Regions from separate parts of the Sus scrofa genome. Here all the other regions are linked to region 4. Evidence: chromatin contacts called from public Hi-C, HiChIP or PLAC-seq and promoter capture Hi-C data. All regions are on one chromosome and are shown on one strand. The core of a region is the stretch at or near the end of the contact, and the rest is flanking DNA. Distances in the headings are between cores, read along the strand shown.

Region 1 (4,544 bases), core at 1,671-4,170, 940 kb after region 4:
ATGGTTTGCTTTTTCTTCTTCAGAACAAAGACGGCTCCTATACAGGCTTCATCAAGGTTCAGCTGAAGCTGGTGCGTCCTGTATCCGTTCCCTCCAGCAAGAAGCCACCCTCCTTGCAGGATGCCCGGCGGGGCCCAGGGCGGGGCACAGCTGTGAAACGCCGTACCTCCTTCTACCTGCCTAAGGATGCTGTCAAGCACCTGCATGTGTTGTCACGCACCCGGGCACGTGAAGTCATCGAGGCCCTGCTGCGCAAGTTCTTGGTGGTAGATGATCCCCGCAAGTTTGCGCTCTTTGAGCGGGCTGAGCGCCATGGCCAAGGTGGGCTTCCCACTCCACCCCACCCCATCATGTCTGAAAGTAAATGTGCTTGTGCATGCAGCAGCTGAGGGGACTGGGCCTGACTAATCAAACACTCCCGTCCCCCTGCCTGGTCCTCAGTGTACCTCCGGAAGCTATCAGATGATGAGCAGCCCCTTCGGCTCCGGCTCCTCGCAGGGCCCAGTGAGAAGGCCCTAAGCTTTGTCCTGAAAGAAAATGACTCTGGGGAGGTGAACGTGAGTATACAGCCATCCTTAGTTTCTTGGTTGTCACTGGGCAGGACTGGTGAGTTGCAGCTACAGTAGCCCTGCAAGACCTCTCCCAAGAGTATTTGAAACTTGTAGCTAAAGTGACACTCATGCCAAGGTCTAGGGCCTAACTCAAGAAGCCAGGAAGAAATGTCTTTGTGCTCTGCTCTTTCCCATTGTGGAAAGCCCTCCGGTGATGCAGGAGTCCCATTCTACAGTGTGGTGGTCAGATCAAAGTCACACAGATGGGCACAGGATGACATGGAGGCACCCCCTTCAGGCATTAGAACTTTTTACCTGGAATCTTTCTAGCTCCAAGGTAGTACACAGGCAGAGTGAGATTTAACTCAGAGAGAGTGGGTATGATTATCCACAGGTAACTGGGGAACATTTGGCTTGGCTGCCTGTCCACGAGGTGACCGCCCTACTTTGTGGGGCCCATCTTGTATGTGGATTGTCGTTGGAAATCCTAGCAGAGGCCATCAGGCAAGAAGCCGACTTTAGAAAGCCCCATCCCAGCTGTGTGATCATGATGCTCTGGTCTTTTCTGGGGAGGGCTTGCTGGCTTGTTGGTGTGTGCTGCAGCCTGTGTCTCCCCCCCTCTACAGTGGGATGCTTTCAGCATGCCTGAACTACACAACTTCCTACGCATCCTGCAGCGGGAAGAAGAGGAACACCTCCGCCAGATCCTGAAGAAGTACTCCTATTGCCGCCAGAAGATCCAGGAAGCCCTGCATGCCTGCCCCCTGGGGTGACCTCTTGTACCCCTGGGGTGACCTCTTGTACCCCTGGGTGGAAGGAGGAGAGTAGGCAGCGCCAAGGGCGTGCCGTGTGAGTGTGCGAAGGCCCATGTGGCCTGAGGAATGAATGTGCATGGAGGCCCTCTCTTGCTGGGGGAATGAGCCCAGAGAACAGCGAAGGAGCTGGTCCCCTGTGTCCACAAGTGGGTGTAACAGAGCATGGCTCTGCACCCTTCTGCCCTTCATGTACTGGGTCATGGTGGGCCAGGGTTGCCCTGGGAAGCTGCTCCAGGGTTGCCAATGGGGCTGGAGCAGACAGAAGTCTACTTAATTTGTATCTTAGATACAAGAATCTTTGAGATCCTACAAACAAATAATAGGGTCATGTTTGCAGGGATGAGGGCCCTCATCTATGGTGAAAGATTGTGTTTTAAGTCTTGGATAGGGTCTCAGGACAGCCCTGTCACAACCAAGGATGGATATTCTAGGCATCAAGGAAGTCTAGGATTCTCTCTGTAGCACCCTCTGACTCCTCAGACACTCTGGGGTCAGGTAGTGCTAGCTCATGGTGCAGCAATGGTGCCTCAGTGCCTCCTCCAAGGAGGATGTCCCTGGGTCAGGGTTTGTGTGTGGGCACTGGCCCACCTCTGTGCCTTGTTTGCCAGTCAAAGCCAGGGTCTTTCCCTTGAGTATTTTTGATGATGTGTGCGAATGTATGTAATATTTTGTGACCTCAGCTCACTGCCTCCTGTTGGGAAAGGGGTCGGGGTGAAGGGCATCAGGGCCTGGGGCTTGAGAGAATTGGCTGAATAAAGATTTAAGCATTCTGCTTTTGGATTCTTTTACGGGCCCTCATCTGCAGTTGCCCCTCATGCCAGTGGCTGCCAAGATTGACAGACAGCCTCATAAAGCACCTTTTCCACGGGGACCATGAGACCAATTTGTGAAGGTTGTGCGATATGGATATGTACTTGGTCATTAGTCAACACCTGGGAGCTCAGGGCATGGTAGAGGCAAGAACATCAGCTGTGGCCGGAGCTTAGGGAAACCACACACTTCGCCAAATATTCAGACACTGGTGTGGAGCAGACACTGCTTATGGGACCGAAGGTACAGATGTTAACCTTCATGAAGCATGGTTTTTGGTGGGTTTAGAAAGAACACGATTTGAAGTTCTTCAGTCCTGAATGTAGCCATACAACCACTGGCCAATTCTCCTTAAGTTCGGTATTTTCTCCGCATGCCACGGTGGGAATAGCAAACAGCGTGGGAATACAATGAGGCCAGAGAGGCACTTCCCAGCCTGGCCTGAAGTCAGGCCCTAAAGTGCTGGTTTGAGAGGACCTGGTGGTTGGACGGGTCCGCTGAGCCTGACTTCTAGGGGTTGTGGACGTTTACGCCGCCACACACATCGAAGAAGCCAGGAGCACACCGCCACAGGTTTCTTGTGTGGGAGCGGCCCCAGGTGGAGGGAGCGTGGCCTGCTGGGAACTGACGTCTCGCAGTGCATGCTAGGATGCCTAGCATCGGAGGACGGCTATTGGCCCTGCTCCGCGGATCGACGAGAGAAGCAACCAATTAGAGGGGGCAAGGTAAAGAGCATTCGGAAGCGGAAGTGAGGTTTCCGTGGAGACAGCGGAGCCTGAAGGTGGTGGTGGCGGCGGCGGCGGCGGCGGCGGCGGCACCTGCGAGCGGAGGCTGAGGCAGGGCATGGCGGTGCTGTCGGCCCTCTAAGAGCGAAGCGGCCGCGGACCCCGCCATGCATCGGTGGCCCTGACATGGGCGCCAGCGGCTCCAAAGCTCGGGGCCTGTGGCCCTTCGCCTCGGCGGCGGGGGGCGGCGGCCCGGAGGCGGCGGTCGCTGAGCAAGCTTTGGTGCGACCGCGGGGCCGAGTCGTGCCCCCCTTCGTATTCACGCGCCGCGGGTAAGGGCGCGGGGTTCCGCCTTGGGGAAGACAGACGGGCGGCCGGGCGCCCCGCGTCATGGGGCGCTCCCGCCGCTGTAACCCCTACACCCGAGTCAGGATGATTTTCTTATTTCCGGTCCCCATAGGAACAAGGGGTCGGGGAAACGGAGTAGTAGGTTCCTAGCGGTCTGGCTGCTCTGAAGGTCTCTCGAGGAGAAGAGCGGGCCTGAGGCTTGTCCCTGGGCATGCCCTCCGCACAGTGAACCTAAGATAGGGATTTCCTCTCAGAGACTTCAGAGCCACTTTCATTCCTTCCGTTCCAGCCTACAAGCTGAAGGCTCCTATCCTCCCTCACCTCTAATTCTTCCTAGAGGAGAATGGCCCTCTGTTTTGTTTTTTTTTTTCCGTTTCCCACAGTGGTGGGGTTGGATCTCTCTGGGTAATGGCCGGGAAAGCAGGACTGGGCCCTAGCATTGGGGATGGGGCCCTGGGAAAAGACCCTCAACCAGGTATGTTTCCCATACCTGGAACACTGACTTCTCCCCTCCCCTAGGGGGTCTAGACAGGAGCTCTAGATTGGCCTGTCCCTGACTCGCACCTGGGGACTGGCACTCAGATGATGCTAGTTTAGATTTGTCTTTAGATACTAGGAGGGGAGTTCCCCTTGTGGCTCAGCGGGAACCAATCTGACTAGTAACTACAAGGACGCTGGCTTGATCCCTGGCCTTGCTCAGTGGGTTGGGGATCTGCCGTTGCTGTGGCTTTGGTGTAGGCCCACAGCTGCAGCTTGGATTCGACCCGTAGCCCAGGAACTTCCATATGCTGCGGGTGCGGCCCTTAAAAAAAAAAAAAAAAAGATACTAGGGGGATCCCAACAGTGGCTGCATCAGCCACCTGGGTGGGGGAGGATGCAGCCTTTTCCTCTTTAGGCTTCTTCTTAGCCCAGGCATCTGCTATCTCAGGCTTTGGTCCTGGGCCAGCAGTGTCTTCTGTAGTGACACCAACATGCCCAGGCCACCATCCTGCTCACTTTAGAAGTCCTGGGTGAAGACAAGAGCCTGATGGAAGGGCTACTCTTGCTGAACAAGCCAGTGATGTTTTGGTATGGTCTCTCTTTTCAGGGTCTGACAGAGTAGCACTGGCCACCACCCCACTTCCTTCTAGTAGACCCCAGACCCTAAGCAAGGGATTCTCCAGGCATATTATCCTCTCTTCCTCCCACCGAAGTTTTTCCTCTGCATTTGGGTGAGGGCGCTCTTCCCTGTGGTCTGTGGCATTTGCCATGACTAGGTGTGGGACTTCAGCCCAGCCTGTTCCCCTCTCCCTCTA
Region 2 (4,175 bases), core at 1,308-3,807, 660 kb after region 4:
AACCATGAGAGGAATTGCCACTGGGTGGCAGTGTGGGTCCAGCAGTTGGGGCAGGAGTGATTAATTAGGCGGCTAGAGGGACCTGCAACACCTGGGGCAGACATGCACCTGGGGCAAAAGAGAGGGACACCACTGTCCCCAGCAAGCAGGGGAGATGCATAGTGCTGTCAAATTCACAAAGGGTAGCTGGAGGGCAAAACCCTTAGGTCCTCTAGTTTACACACAGAACTACAGAAGCACTGACCTTGGTAGGGGGTGCCTTGAAGTGGATGCCCGTGGTGTTCTGATGCTGACTGGCCTGGAGGCAGGGAGGCTTCACTGAGGACCTGAAAGTTGGATCCTGAAGGATGCCTAGGTGTTGACTTGCCACAGGAGCCTAGAAAGGAAGTAGGGGAAGGGGTAGGGCCTGTAAGATAAGGGGTATGTCTATGGGGGATATCTCTCTGTGGCTCAGTTTCTCACCTGTAAAGAGGAGGCGATATGTAGTAGGGGGCTGAAATGGGGCTGGAAACAGCTGAAAGCATCTGGCACCTACTAAGACTTCAGTAAAGTAGTGACAGTTAGAAGAAAGGGGTAGAGTCTTGGGGTAGAGAGCTTGGGATTTGTCTCCACAGGGATCTACGTTCAAATTCCAGCTCTCTTACTTGTCAGCTGTGAAGACCCTTTCTCTTCATAGTAAAGTGGGGCAGCAGACAATTCCTACTGGAGAAATGGCACCTTACACAGAGGCCCCATGCTGGCTCTCCAGGTGCCCCAGCCATCAAAGTGGGCAGTGAGGTCACCACAGCCATCCCCATCCCATGCAAGCAGCTTCTGGCTTCCTCAGGAGGGCTGGTAAAACTTCACTAAAGCTCAACTTCCCTTCAGGAAATTTACAGAGAAGTAGGTTCCCTGATGTCAATTCTCACCTAACCATTATTTGTCATTTTGTCCTTTTCACAACACCATGCTTTTGGATTTCCTCTGTTTTCCATCCCCTTCAAGGCAGGGCAAGCTCAGCCCTAACTGCCCTGAGGAAAGCCTGGATACTACCATTTAAGCCTCTGGACACTGCCAGAAGTCTGTCATCCCTGCTTGGGGACCTGAAGCTTACCTTCTTTCCAGGGAACCTGGGATTATAAGGTACACATCAGGCAGTGGGAAGGGGGGTGTGGACCCTGCCACTTCTCCAACTCTCTCTCTCCTCTGTCCCAAGAGCTTGGAGGAAGTATATGCAGCCCCTATGGTCTTTCAAGATGCTCCCTGGTGAGTCCAGTGAACTGGGAAAAGGTAGAGGATCAGGGGTGGGAGCGTGGGCTTCTGACTTTTTCCCTGGGTCTCAGCACAGAGAGGGCAATACCAGCTGTTGAGGATCTTGATGTGTCAAGTGCTCCATGTAGATGGGAGCAGGGGTGTCACTGCTTCAACTCTCTACCCTTATTATCTTACCTTCAGTTTATCTCTGGGTGTTTGGCACTCCGGGTCTCTCTCCCACATTTTTAGGGGGCCCAGCAATGCAGAGACCCTTGTGGACTGTCCTGTGGGGTGACCTGGGGCTCACTATCCTGGCCTGCCTCAGATCGGTAGTCATTTCTTCCCAAATTGGAGGGCCGGCCAGCTTGGGGCCGAGACTGGGTGGCCCTGCCTGGTGCAAAGGTTTTAACGGTGCCTTCTCCCCCAGCTCTCAGTGAAAACTATCTCGTCTGTATCCTTTAGGCCGTGGTGGCCCCAGGCTTGATCCCCGTTGACCGCCTGGGATTTGAGTACTCCCTCGGCACCCCATCCCTCCCCCAATGTCCCTCTCCAAACCACACCCCAAGCTACCCACTTCCCCCAACAGTCTTGGGGAGCAAGTGAAGCCCACAGGGGGCGCTCGCAGACTAGACAGACCACATTGAAGGAGCCGCTGGCTGGGAGGACAGGCCTTTGACCCGGCGCTCGTGCTGCCACTGGTCTACAGAGAGATAATGGGGCCTGTCACCCACGAAGCAAGTGCCGGAAGGAAATCTGGGCTGGGGTGGGTAGAGCATTAGCACCTCCCTAGCCTTCTTCAACTCGGTCTTTCCCCCAAGGTTCTCTAGATCACACTCAACCTCGCCTGGTCACGTCAGCCTAAAGTCCTAGAGCTGTAATTGGCCCTCCCTGACCACTCGGCTCCGCCTCCTGAACTTCGATTGGTCGTCACGTAGGATCCCGCCCCATTTTCCTGGAAAGTTCTTGGAAATCTATCAAATGTGTTTCCTTTAGTGGCGGCCTTTGGCCCCAGACTAGGGACCAGACGCCTCCGCTCGCACCCCTCCCCTCCCGGCCGCACAGCCGGCGGTTCTAGGAAGACGTCGCTTCCGGGAAGGGCTGGGACACAGAGGACAAAAGATTAGGCTGCTCGCCCCGCCCCGCCTCCCGGCCCGCCCCCCGCTCCCTCTCCGCTTGCCTGAGCTGCCTCCTCTCAGTCCCGGTCCGCCGCCCGTGCGCCTCGGGAGCCTACCTTGTGAGCGCGATCCGCGCCCACTGGCTCCGTTCAGCCGTCGCTGTCCGGCCGAGCCCCAGCTCCGGAGCTGCCGCTGCTGCTGCTGGGACATGGTCCTCTGCGTTCAGGGGTAAGCGCGGCTTTCTGCCCACTCCCAAGTCGGCGCTGGGACGCGGGAGAGTACTAGCCTCGTGCTAGCCACGGAGTTATTAAGGGGGCTTGACGGGTTGAGCTTGATGGCCGAGCTCGGAAAGACCTCTGGAGTGACAGCAGGAAATGGTGACAACTTCGTCACTACCTCTGCTGGCACTGTGGGTAGAGAAACTGGGGGTCGGCTGAAGACAGGAGAAACACAGGGTGGGCTAAGCTTGGGTTCTGTCTGGAGCAGGTAGAGGCCTCAGGCAGCCCATACCTCTTTCTGGGCCCTGATCGCTGGACACTAGCCTGCTGGCCCAAAGGCCTAGTGGTGACCTTGGGCCAGCCCCTTCCCCTCTCTGGACTGTCATCCACTCTCCTACCACAGGCTTTTCTTGGGTAGCCAGTTAGGCTTTTCTTGGGTAGCCAGCATGAGATCCTTGCCTGTCCCCTCCCCTATCCCCTAGGGGGTTAGTCCCCAAACCTGTCCCCTAGGTTTGGCCTGGTCCTGCTGAAGGCACTCTCGCAGTGGCCTCACTCCTTCTTTCAGTCCAATCTGGGATCCCAAAGTGAGAAGGACCTTGGCTCCTGCCTCCCTTCTCCAAAGTTCCCAAAGACTTGCACGGGTCGGGTGGGGACTGATAAAACAGAATTTTGGCCTCAGCTGAGTATTCTTGGCACGTTCCTTCCATCCAGAGCCTCAACCAAGGAGTCTGATGCTCTCCAGACTGATCTGATAGGAGCTCAGAAAGCTCCAGGGAGGTGTGAGTAGGTGCTCCACAGCCAGGGAGAGCTGGGTGGCCCAAGGACTGCTGTTATTAAAACTGGCATAGTACCAAGTGAAGAAGGGTGGAAGGTGGGGCAAGGCTGACATGCCCCTTGCTCTGAGCAGTCCTGTTTCCAGGGAGGAGACCTAGAGGGGCTAGGAAGACTGTACATACTTCTATATTTCTCTCTGATTGCCTCCATCATCTCCCTTCCTCCTCTCTGAATTTTGGGACTCCAGAACACCTTCCCCCCACCCCCACTGCCTTTGTCCTTGGGACCCATCCAATTCCGAGCTCCCATACTTTTTCACTTTGCTCCAGCTGAAGGCCCCTTTGAAACTACAGGGCCAGCATTGGGTGGCAGGGAGCAAGATTTTTAAGACCTGCACACATACAGCCACAGACCAGTTAGTGTCCTCCTGAGGTAGGGAGCAAGGGATTCCCAACTGTAGGTCTGGGTTGTCAGCCTTGCTGAGGGGTGATTCCCTCTCAGGGCTGAGTTCGCCCCATTGGCTTATGTTCCCAGGCAGAACCTACAGGCTGGGGTCCACAGCAGGTACATACACATACAGGCCACCCTCACCTGGAACACACTAGCCACCAGCACCACCATGATGATGACAAGGCTGTGGACACAACCCTCCCCAGATATACACTCACCAGGAGCTTTTGGTGACCAATACAGCCATTCACACACCTGGATACATGTCAACCCTGGAGGTTGCCCACACCCACGTGTGCCCTGCTAAGGTGGGTATGTCCACCCCAAGAGGCTCCATCTGGCCTGACAGGCTAGCTGCCTACCATACTCCTAGAAGACTCCTGGG
Region 3 (4,030 bases), core at 497-2,996, 910 kb after region 4:
GGTGCTCTCAGAGGCCACCGACATTGGAACACAACTCTGAGTCAGCTTCTGCAAATCCTTTCGGACCTCCTCTGGAAAGCGCTATACCCTTGTCCGTTTTTTTTTGTTTTGTTTTGTTTTTTAACCCTTGTCCATTTTAAAGCCAGCTCTCTTAATAGCTCTCTTCTGTGTGACCTTCAAGTTCTTTTCAAGGGGAAAGACTTATAGCCACCAGTGCAGAGGTTTCCCAGTGCTACTGACACTTACTCTCTTAGAATACACCCTCCAAACTCTGCACTCACCCAGCTAAGTCCTCACCACAACCTAAGAGTTGGATACTAGTTTATCCCCATATCCCAGATGAACAAACTGAGACAGGAGAAATCTTTTCTCCCAGATGAGAAGAGCAAGAAACCAGTAAAGTTTTCAGAAAGGAAGTGGCCTATGGCTGGGGGAACTTGGATGGTAAATAAATGAAAGATGGCATTCCAGGCCTTAGTGAAGACACCTTTCCTCACTCCACAAGAGCAGGCCACAGAGCAAAGCCTAACTAGCAACCTCTGGACAGCTCCCATGCTCTGCAGCAGTCCCAAAAATCCTGGAGTAGACTTGTCATATAAAATACTAAACATCCAGTCAAATTTGTTATTTCAGATAATCAACAAATATTTAGTATGTTACCAACACTGCATGGGACAAAGCAATGCTAAAAACTGGGGTCGCGCTTATACTGAAAAAATTGTTTACCTGAAATTCAAATTTAACTGAGTGCCCTCTTGATTTGCTCAATCTGGCAATCCTACACTGGGGCAGCATCCAGTGGGATGCCAAAGATAAAGGACAGCAACACCTTTTGTAACCTGGTAGGCTATGCACAATGGCAGCTGAACTGAGATCAGTGGTGGAAAGGAAGGGATTCTGCACTTCATAAATGTACTTTATTTTACAACTGTTTAAAATGTAACTCAATATAAAAAAAAAAAAATCAATTTGCACAGGACACAACCTGCCTGAAGCCACCATTGCACTGAAGTGGGGGCCCCAGGCCAGCCTGACTCAAGTTTGTGGAGAGACCTCTCTTCATGATGGTCAGCGATTGTCTGTGGTGGGGAGGAGAGCCACTGAGAGTGGCCCAACATCACCCATTTGGGGACTGGAGGCCTTAGTTCAAGTACTGGCTCCACCTCATTTGTAACAAGGGCAGCCAGGGCAACACCCTCACTGAGCGCCCAGAGTAGACTGGCATTTTACAGCCCAGTCCCCTTGGATCCTCACAGTAAGTACAGTCATCATCTCCATTTTCCTGTCCATGAAACTGATCTTCAACAAAGTTCAGGAATTTGGCCAATGTCACACAGCCGCCAAAGAGCAAAGCAAGAATTCCAACCTGAATCAGGCATACAGCAGACCGCCTTAATTCCTGGAGTTCGCGCCCACTGGATCATCCAACATTCTTACCCACATACCTGCCCGCAAGGAGACACCCACCCAGGTGTACAGGCATACACTGAGCCACTCCTCATGGGAAATTCATCAAGTGTGTGACCTGAGGTTGTGCTGCCGCTGGTATTCGCCGCTCTCTCAAGGTTAGCGACGCTAGTGCACCTTCCCCCACGTCCAGAGATCTGGCAGAAACGGTCCTGGGAACTACAACTCCCAAGCACACGCTTTTCTCACCACCAACAGGAACAGCCCGACGCACAGCCTCCTGGGACGTGTTCTACCCGGAATCCTGATTTCCGCTGGTTCCGGCTCCGGCCCAGGACTCCTTATCCCAGCATGCAGTGGAGCCGCAAGGCCGACGCTCAGAGGGCATCCTGCCGCCGCCCGGGGCGCGCAGGCGCAGCGCCCCTGTTTGTCGGCGCTTGAGAAGGGAGGAGGTAGAGTCGAAACCGAGACCCAGGCCGAGGCGGGACTGATCAGACTTGACTCCGGCCCAGAACTAGGCTCCAGTGCCGCGCGGACCGTAGGATCCCAGAGTGGATGGAGGAGATCGAGCCCTAAGATCACGTCCAGACCCGTTGGTGTGGCGTGGGGCCTGCAGGGAGACCAGGCGGGCGTGCAGAAGCTACCCAGGGCCTTCCCTCAGATCCCCTGCTAAGGGCCTAGTCCCCGGTCCGGCGACCAGGCCCGGCTCTGCCGTTTATGACCGGAGTCGACCTGACCGGAAGTGGAGATTTCACCCGGGCCATAGGCCATTGACTAGGCCGGGCCCGGGCCTCCCGTCGGGGCCGGACTTGGACGAGGCCCCGGGGAGGCCCCTAGCCCACTAAACCCTTCCCTCAGGCCGAAGCCAGCTGGGAAGATGCAGCGCGCCTTACCGGGCGCCCGCCAACACTTGGGGGCCATCCTGGCCAGCGCCAGCGTGGTGGTGAAGGCTCTGTGCGTTGCTGTACTATTCCTCTACCTGCTGTCCTTTGCCGTGGACACGAGCTGCCTGGCTGTCACCCCAGGCTATCTCTTTCCACCCAACTTCTGGATCTGGACCCTGGCCACCCATGGGCTGATGGAACAGCATGTGTGGGATGTGGCCATTAGCCTGGCCACAGTGGTGGTAGCTGGACGTTTGCTGGAGCCCCTCTGGGGGGCCTTGGAGCTGCTCATCTTCTTCTCAGTGGTGAACGTATCTGTGGGGCTGCTGGGGGCCTTCGCCTACCTCCTCACCTACATGGCTTCCTTCAACTTGGTGTACCTTTTTACTATCCGCATCCACGGCTCCCTGGGCTTCCTAGGTGGTGTCTTGGTGGCACTCAAGCAAACCATGGGGGACTGTGTGGTGCTCCGAGTGCCCCAGGTTCGTGTCAGTGTGGTGCCCATGCTGCTGTTGGGGCTGCTGTTGCTGCTGCGGCTGGCCACACTACTCCAGAGCCCAGCGCTGGCCTCCTATGGCTTTGGGCTGCTCTCCAGTTGGGTGTATCTTCGCTTCTACCAGCGCCATAGCCGAGGCCGAGGAGACATGGCCGACCACTTTGCTTTCGCCACCTTCTTCCCTGAGATCCTGCAGCCTGTGGTGGGGCTGTTGGCAAACTTGGTACATGGCCTCCTGGTGAAGGTAAAGATATGCCAGAAGACAGTGAAGCGCTATGATGTGGGCGCACCATCCTCCATCACCATCAGCCTCCCAGGCACAGACCCTCAAGATGCAGAGCGGAGAAGGTACCGTGGGATCTTCCAAACCTTGTTAAGAGCGTATTTACTGATGAAGTCACATTCCATCTGTTGAGGTGCTTCCTGTACATTGGCTGGCAGCCTACAGTCAGATGTTGGGTAAATTCAGAAAGAGAAAGTCCAGTTTGGGGCCTTGAGATCAGCATTTAGGTGTCTAGGCTGCAGGAAGTGCTTTGCAAAATTAGGGAGTAAAAGTTCCCTTTATCACCACTCAGGCCACTTCAGTCTCCAGAAATGCCCTGCCTCCTTTGGAGCTGCATGAAGGGCTAATAGAGAGTGAGATACACTTAACACTGGGCTTGTCTCAGAATCCTAGACACTGGGCCTGTGGGAACCAGAATCAACCTGGTGGTCCTTTTTCTCCTGTGAGGGAGGGACAGAGGAGGAGACCTGGGATCCTTAAGAGGTGGTTGGGGCCACCGCAGCTTCCAAACGCTAATCTATACCCTCTCTCTGGGCCTTAATTCCGATGCCGTGCTTCTCTGCCTTTTATTTATTGAGAGGGAAGCCTGGTGTATAACTAGACTTAGCCATGCCCCCCACACCCCACTCTGGGAAGCATGTCACCAAACCCAGGAGACAGCCATGTGACCCACGGAGGGAGCCTACTGACCACATTAGGGAATGCAGTGACTTTCTCATTATCTGTAAACCTACCCATTAGTACCACCAGGAGTCCCAGTGAATTATTCACTTAATGCACCTTGGCCAGGGCAGGACCGATTTTTTTTTTTTTTTTTTTTTTTTTTTGCTTTTTAGGGCTACACCTGTAACCTATGGAAGTTACCAGGCTAGGGATCAAATTGGAGCTGCAGCTGCCACAGCTCACGGCAACACCGGATCCTTAACCCACGGAGCGAGGCCAGGGATCAAACCTACATCG
Region 4 (4,190 bases), core at 260-2,759:
ATCATTTACCCAGGGTCCCAGGCTGATTTTCTGAAGGGGAACAGTGCCATCAGGTGGCAGGTTGGGGATGTGCCAGGAACAGGAGAGCTGGACCCTGGGTTCCCACGAGGGCTCTCTTCCTTTCAGGATTTCAGTCAGTGGGGAAGTCACAACCACACTGGTTACATCAAGGACAGAGGGAAAGTTTCTAAGTCCTAAATGCTCCATCCTCATGCATTTTGGGTTCAGAGCCCAGGGAGGCATGGCAGGAAAGTCAGCTGAAGGAGTCAGCTGAAGGAGGATTGATGTAGGAAGTTATGGTCCAGGCTCTCTGCACCCATGAACCTGGGCCCCATTCCTTGGGCCACAGTCTGGGCTCAGATTTCTCATTTGTATAGGCGGCTAACTGTACTACCCTGTGGGGTCCTAGCGGCCATTACTGAGATCAGCAAAGTTCCAGAACCACAGAGACAGAGAGTTACAAGACATGAAAGAGGTGCAGAGAGACAGAGGTGCAGAGAGAAGACACACTTCTATAGCACTGCCACCCATCATTGTAGAATTTTGTGCCTGAGTAGCTGCTTCAAGTTACACACTGAAGTGAAGGAGGGAAGTCTCTTTCTGGAAAGAGGGCAATGGGCTCTGGTGGGAAACAGAATCAAGAGACCCACCATCTAGGCTCTTGCTAGTTTCTTACTAGCTATAGAACGTGAGCATGGCAGCAGGCTTGCTATGTTCCATGTTCCTCATGTGAGAGTGCTGACTGTGAGAATTCCATAAAAATGTACAGAAACTTGCTCAGGAACTCCCAGAAATAAAGCCTTGGTAGGATCTTGTCCAGGAGAGATTCTGCTTACCCATGGAGCTACATTTCTCTTTCATGCCTCCAAAAAAGAAATCCAGTGTCAAAGAAATCCAGTGTCAGAGTCAGGGGTCGCTCTGGTTCTGCGGCTAACTGGTTGTGTGATGTTAGTCATGTCACTCAGTATGACCTGGTCTCTCTTCTCCCACCTGTAAAATAAAGGAATTAAATTAGATGGCTTCTGAGGTCAGCCCTGTCTTAATCTATGTCTTTGGTTTTTTTTCCTTTTCTCTGCCTCACATATAATACCTAGGATGAATATTTATTGATCCTACAGGCAAGGTCTTAAACAGAAAGACAAAGAAAAAAACAGAGCCTTCTGTTAAATGAGTGCTGGCATTTCACATATACTTTGGGAAATACTCTTAGATCCTGGTATATTCTAGGTATAATGGGGCAAATGAGAGAATAAAGCAAAGGCCCTTGTCACCCAGGACCGAATAAGATACTGAGAGGGTATTTAGCAATTAGAGCCTAAGCTTGGGAGGATCGGGTCTTTCACTTCACGCTTCCGGTTTCCTGAGTAACCAATGAGTATGTAGCAGTTCGCGTTTACGCTAAAAACTACACTTCCCAGAAGCCAATGCGCGGGGGCAAAGTGCTCGAACGCCAATCAGGATTAGCGGGCCCCTCCCATAGAGGCGGAACTCCATTTCCCAGGCGGCTCTGGGGCTCGTCGATATTCCTCCGCTCACCCTGGCCTTCTCCTCCCGCCTTCTGCCAGGGAGCCTCGCGCCAAGTCGGGAGAGGCGCGCGCGCGCGCGCGTGCGCGGGGTACGTAGCACGCGAGTGACGCATAATATGTGGGCCGCTCTGGAGCCGTGGTCGCACTGTGTGTGAGTGAGGGAGAGTGAGTGCGGGACCTGAGGCTGTGTGTGTGAACTGTGGCCACTGGCGGGGTCAGGGGGGTGCGGCGGAGCCGCCTGGGAAGGTGAGTAGAGAAAGGAGGGAGACGGCTCTTTCGGAGTGGCGCGAGGAGACAGGGCGCCGGGCCAGGCGGGCGGGAGAGTGGGCGCCGGACTGGGGGAGGGGCGGCACCTGCCTGGGCCGCCGGCGGAGAGGGGGCGGGCCGAGCCTCGGGGGAGGCTTGGTCTGCGGCCTGACAGGACTTTCTCTCCTCCCGATTCTTGGCTCAGGGGCGGGGCTTTCACGTTCTTGCTCCAGCCGGCAAAAGAAACTTCCCTAGAGTAACTCTTCAGCCCAGAGTAGGGGGCAAGGCTGTGCCCGCCCCTACCTGGAGGAGGGGCGCCTCTTATTTCCCTCATCACCTTTCACCTTCCAGTCCCCCCCGTCTTCCTCCGTACGGACTGGGGGCCTCCATCTTCCTGCTGTACGCCCCCCCCCTTTCCTATACTGTCTCCGCCTCCAGCCACCTGGGAGGGCTTTCCCCCTTCCTCGGCCTCTTGCCGCCTCCCCCGGCACTAGCTGGGCACCGTAATGGGTCGAGGGGGCGGAGCTCTCCTGGCACTCCTCCCACTCCCATGGTGGAAGGGAGGGGTGGAATGAGATGTGTGTGGGTCCTGCAGCTTGGAGCCAAACCTTGGAGTACCCGCCAAGTTTCTCAGGAGCCTGTTTCTGGGGGTTATAGTCGTTTTTAACTGGGTGTCAGGCGTTTGGCTTAACTCTCTCTTCCTAGACGGTTTTGGTCTCACTTCCTCTTACTGCATGTTAGCACTCGGGTTTCGCTTGTGTTGAAGTAGTTTTGGAGTGTTTGTAGTAGTTCTTTTTGAGTCCCAGCTGACTTGTCCTTGTCTATGTCACGTTGGCCTCAATTTTTCTTACGCTGTCTTTTCAATGAAGGATTTTAATTAGCCTACGTGTTTTAATGATTATTAGCAGCATCTTCGTGTTCTAAAAGCTTTTTAATGTACAGAGTGAGAGGTTCATTGGCATTGTTCTGTAATTTTCTTGTCCAAGTTTACGGGAGTTTACTTTTAAGGTTTATGTGAACTTGTATAGTTACACTCTTTAGAAATCAATTTGTATTTTTTCTACTTGATGCTGTCAAGATTTGGCCTTTGTATGTAACAGTTATTGTCCATTTTCCAGTGATAGTGTATTTTTGGATGTGAGATATTAGATACAGAATTTGGGAGCTAGAATGGAAATCCTTTTATGTTCAAAATCTCTTGAGTAATTGCTGAGCACAGTGTTTTACTATTCTGTCTGTTGTCCAGTAGTATGAAACACATGTTTGAAGTGATCGAAGTTGGTTTGTTACCAGTTTTCTTATATTTCTGTCATGGTCATAAAAAGTAATAGAGTATTGTTATACATGTTCTTATATGTTATAGACGTAATTAGGTAAATTTTACTCGAAGCTCCAAACTTGGGTTTTTTTTTTTCCCAGTTTTTTTTTTTTTTTTTTCAAATAAGGAAGAAGGTGTACAGACATTTTAACCTTATGGGATTTTACCCTTGTGGGATCTATCCTTAATGAGTACTTTTTTTTAGGCTTTGGGATAGTTTCTGCAGAACAGTCCATTCAGTATTGTGTATTAGAGGTTCACATATTTTTTTGGTTTAATTTAAAAGTTACAGAAGATAACAAAATAGTGGAAAAATGGTGAATCTAGAGTAATAACAGTGAAAAAAATCTTTCTCCTACCCTTATCCCTTAGAAAGTCAGTTACCTGCCGCAAAAATAATAGTTATTATCTGTTTTTTAAAAAAAATTTTTAATTAAAATTTTTTTTGACTGATTGTGTGGAAGTTCCTGGGCCAGGGATCAAACCTGTGCCACACAGTGATCTGAGCTGCTGCAGTGAGAGTGATAATGCTCCACTGCGCCACAAGGGAATGCCTATTATCTGTTTCTTATGAATTTTTCCAGGACACACACACAGACTTTTCTCACTTGACAACATTTTGAGAGTTGGTCCAAATTAGGAAAGAAGTTCCTGTTGTGGCACAGCAGAAATCAACCCAACTGGTGTCAGTGAGGATGAGGGTTCCATCCCTGGCCTCACTTGGTGGGTTAAGGATCTGGCATTCTCACGAGCTGTGGTGTAGGTCACAGACACTGCTCACATAACGCCTAGCCAGCAGCTCCAGGACTGATTCGACCCCTGGGCGGGGAAATACCATATGCCCAGGTGAGCCCTGAAAAGCAGAGAAAACAAAACACAAATCAGGAAAGGAAATCCTTCCTAGTTTTTTTTCTTCTTTTTAATTAAAAAAAATTCGGGCGTATTAAAAAGTTGAAAGAATAGTAAAATGAATACTTGTTTATCCATCTAGATTCAACAGTTATTATTAATATTTTGCCATATTTTCTCTTATAGGTGGATATGACGTACATTTATTTTTGTGGAACCATTTGAAATAAATTTGCAGACACAGCACCCCT

The links. Promoter capture Hi-C pulls out the DNA fragments that hold promoters and counts their contacts. A called contact is a pair of places that touch in the nucleus more often than the background predicts. HiChIP or PLAC-seq counts read pairs in DNA pulled down with a chosen protein or histone mark.
Region 1: a contact with region 4 is called in a Hi-C map of liver, with 4 times the contacts expected there. The contact joins the promoter of TUSC2 here to the promoter of DCAF1 in region 4. A contact is called at or near these places in 1 of 47 Hi-C or Micro-C datasets (liver) and 1 of 2 datasets of contacts at active chromatin or transcription factors (alveolar macrophages).
Region 2: a contact with region 4 is called in an H3K27ac HiChIP or PLAC-seq map of alveolar macrophages. The contact joins the promoter of CISH here to the promoter of DCAF1 in region 4. A contact is called at or near these places in 1 of 5 promoter capture datasets (fetal skeletal muscle), 1 of 47 Hi-C or Micro-C datasets (embryonic fibroblasts) and 1 of 2 datasets of contacts at active chromatin or transcription factors (alveolar macrophages).
Region 3: a promoter capture Hi-C map of liver shows a contact between it and region 4, with 11 times the contacts expected there. The contact joins the promoter of TMEM115 here to the promoter of DCAF1 in region 4. A contact is called at or near these places in 1 of 5 promoter capture datasets (liver) and 2 of 47 Hi-C or Micro-C datasets (heart right ventricle and liver).

Annotation. Positions count from the first base shown.
Region 1 is chr13:32,813,748-32,818,291 of Sscrofa11.1, reverse strand. It overlaps TUSC2 (tumor suppressor candidate 2), which reads left to right and starts at 2,920. Exons shown (of 3, transcript XM_003132224.4): 1 at 2,920-3,233. The coding sequence starts at 3,088. RASSF1 (ras association domain-containing protein 1) reads left to right here. Exons shown (of 6, transcript XM_021068824.1): 4 at 24-321; 5 at 442-557; 6 at 1,178-2,136. The coding sequence ends at 1,324.
Region 2 is chr13:33,088,922-33,093,096 of Sscrofa11.1, reverse strand. It overlaps CISH (cytokine inducible SH2 containing protein), which reads left to right and starts at 2,557. Exons shown (of 3, transcript NM_001315788.1): 1 at 2,557-2,576. The coding sequence starts at 2,557.
Region 3 is chr13:32,840,638-32,844,667 of Sscrofa11.1, reverse strand. It overlaps TMEM115 (transmembrane protein 115), which reads left to right and starts at 1,746. Exons shown (of 2, transcript XM_003132227.6): 1 at 1,746-3,135. The coding sequence starts at 2,285.
Region 4 is chr13:33,748,191-33,752,380 of Sscrofa11.1, reverse strand. It overlaps DCAF1 (protein VPRBP), which reads left to right and starts at 1,509. Exons shown (of 24, transcript XR_002337541.1): 1 at 1,509-1,615. LOC110256236 (a long non-coding RNA gene) reads right to left here and starts at 1,381. Exons shown (of 3, transcript XR_002337545.1): 1 at 837-1,381.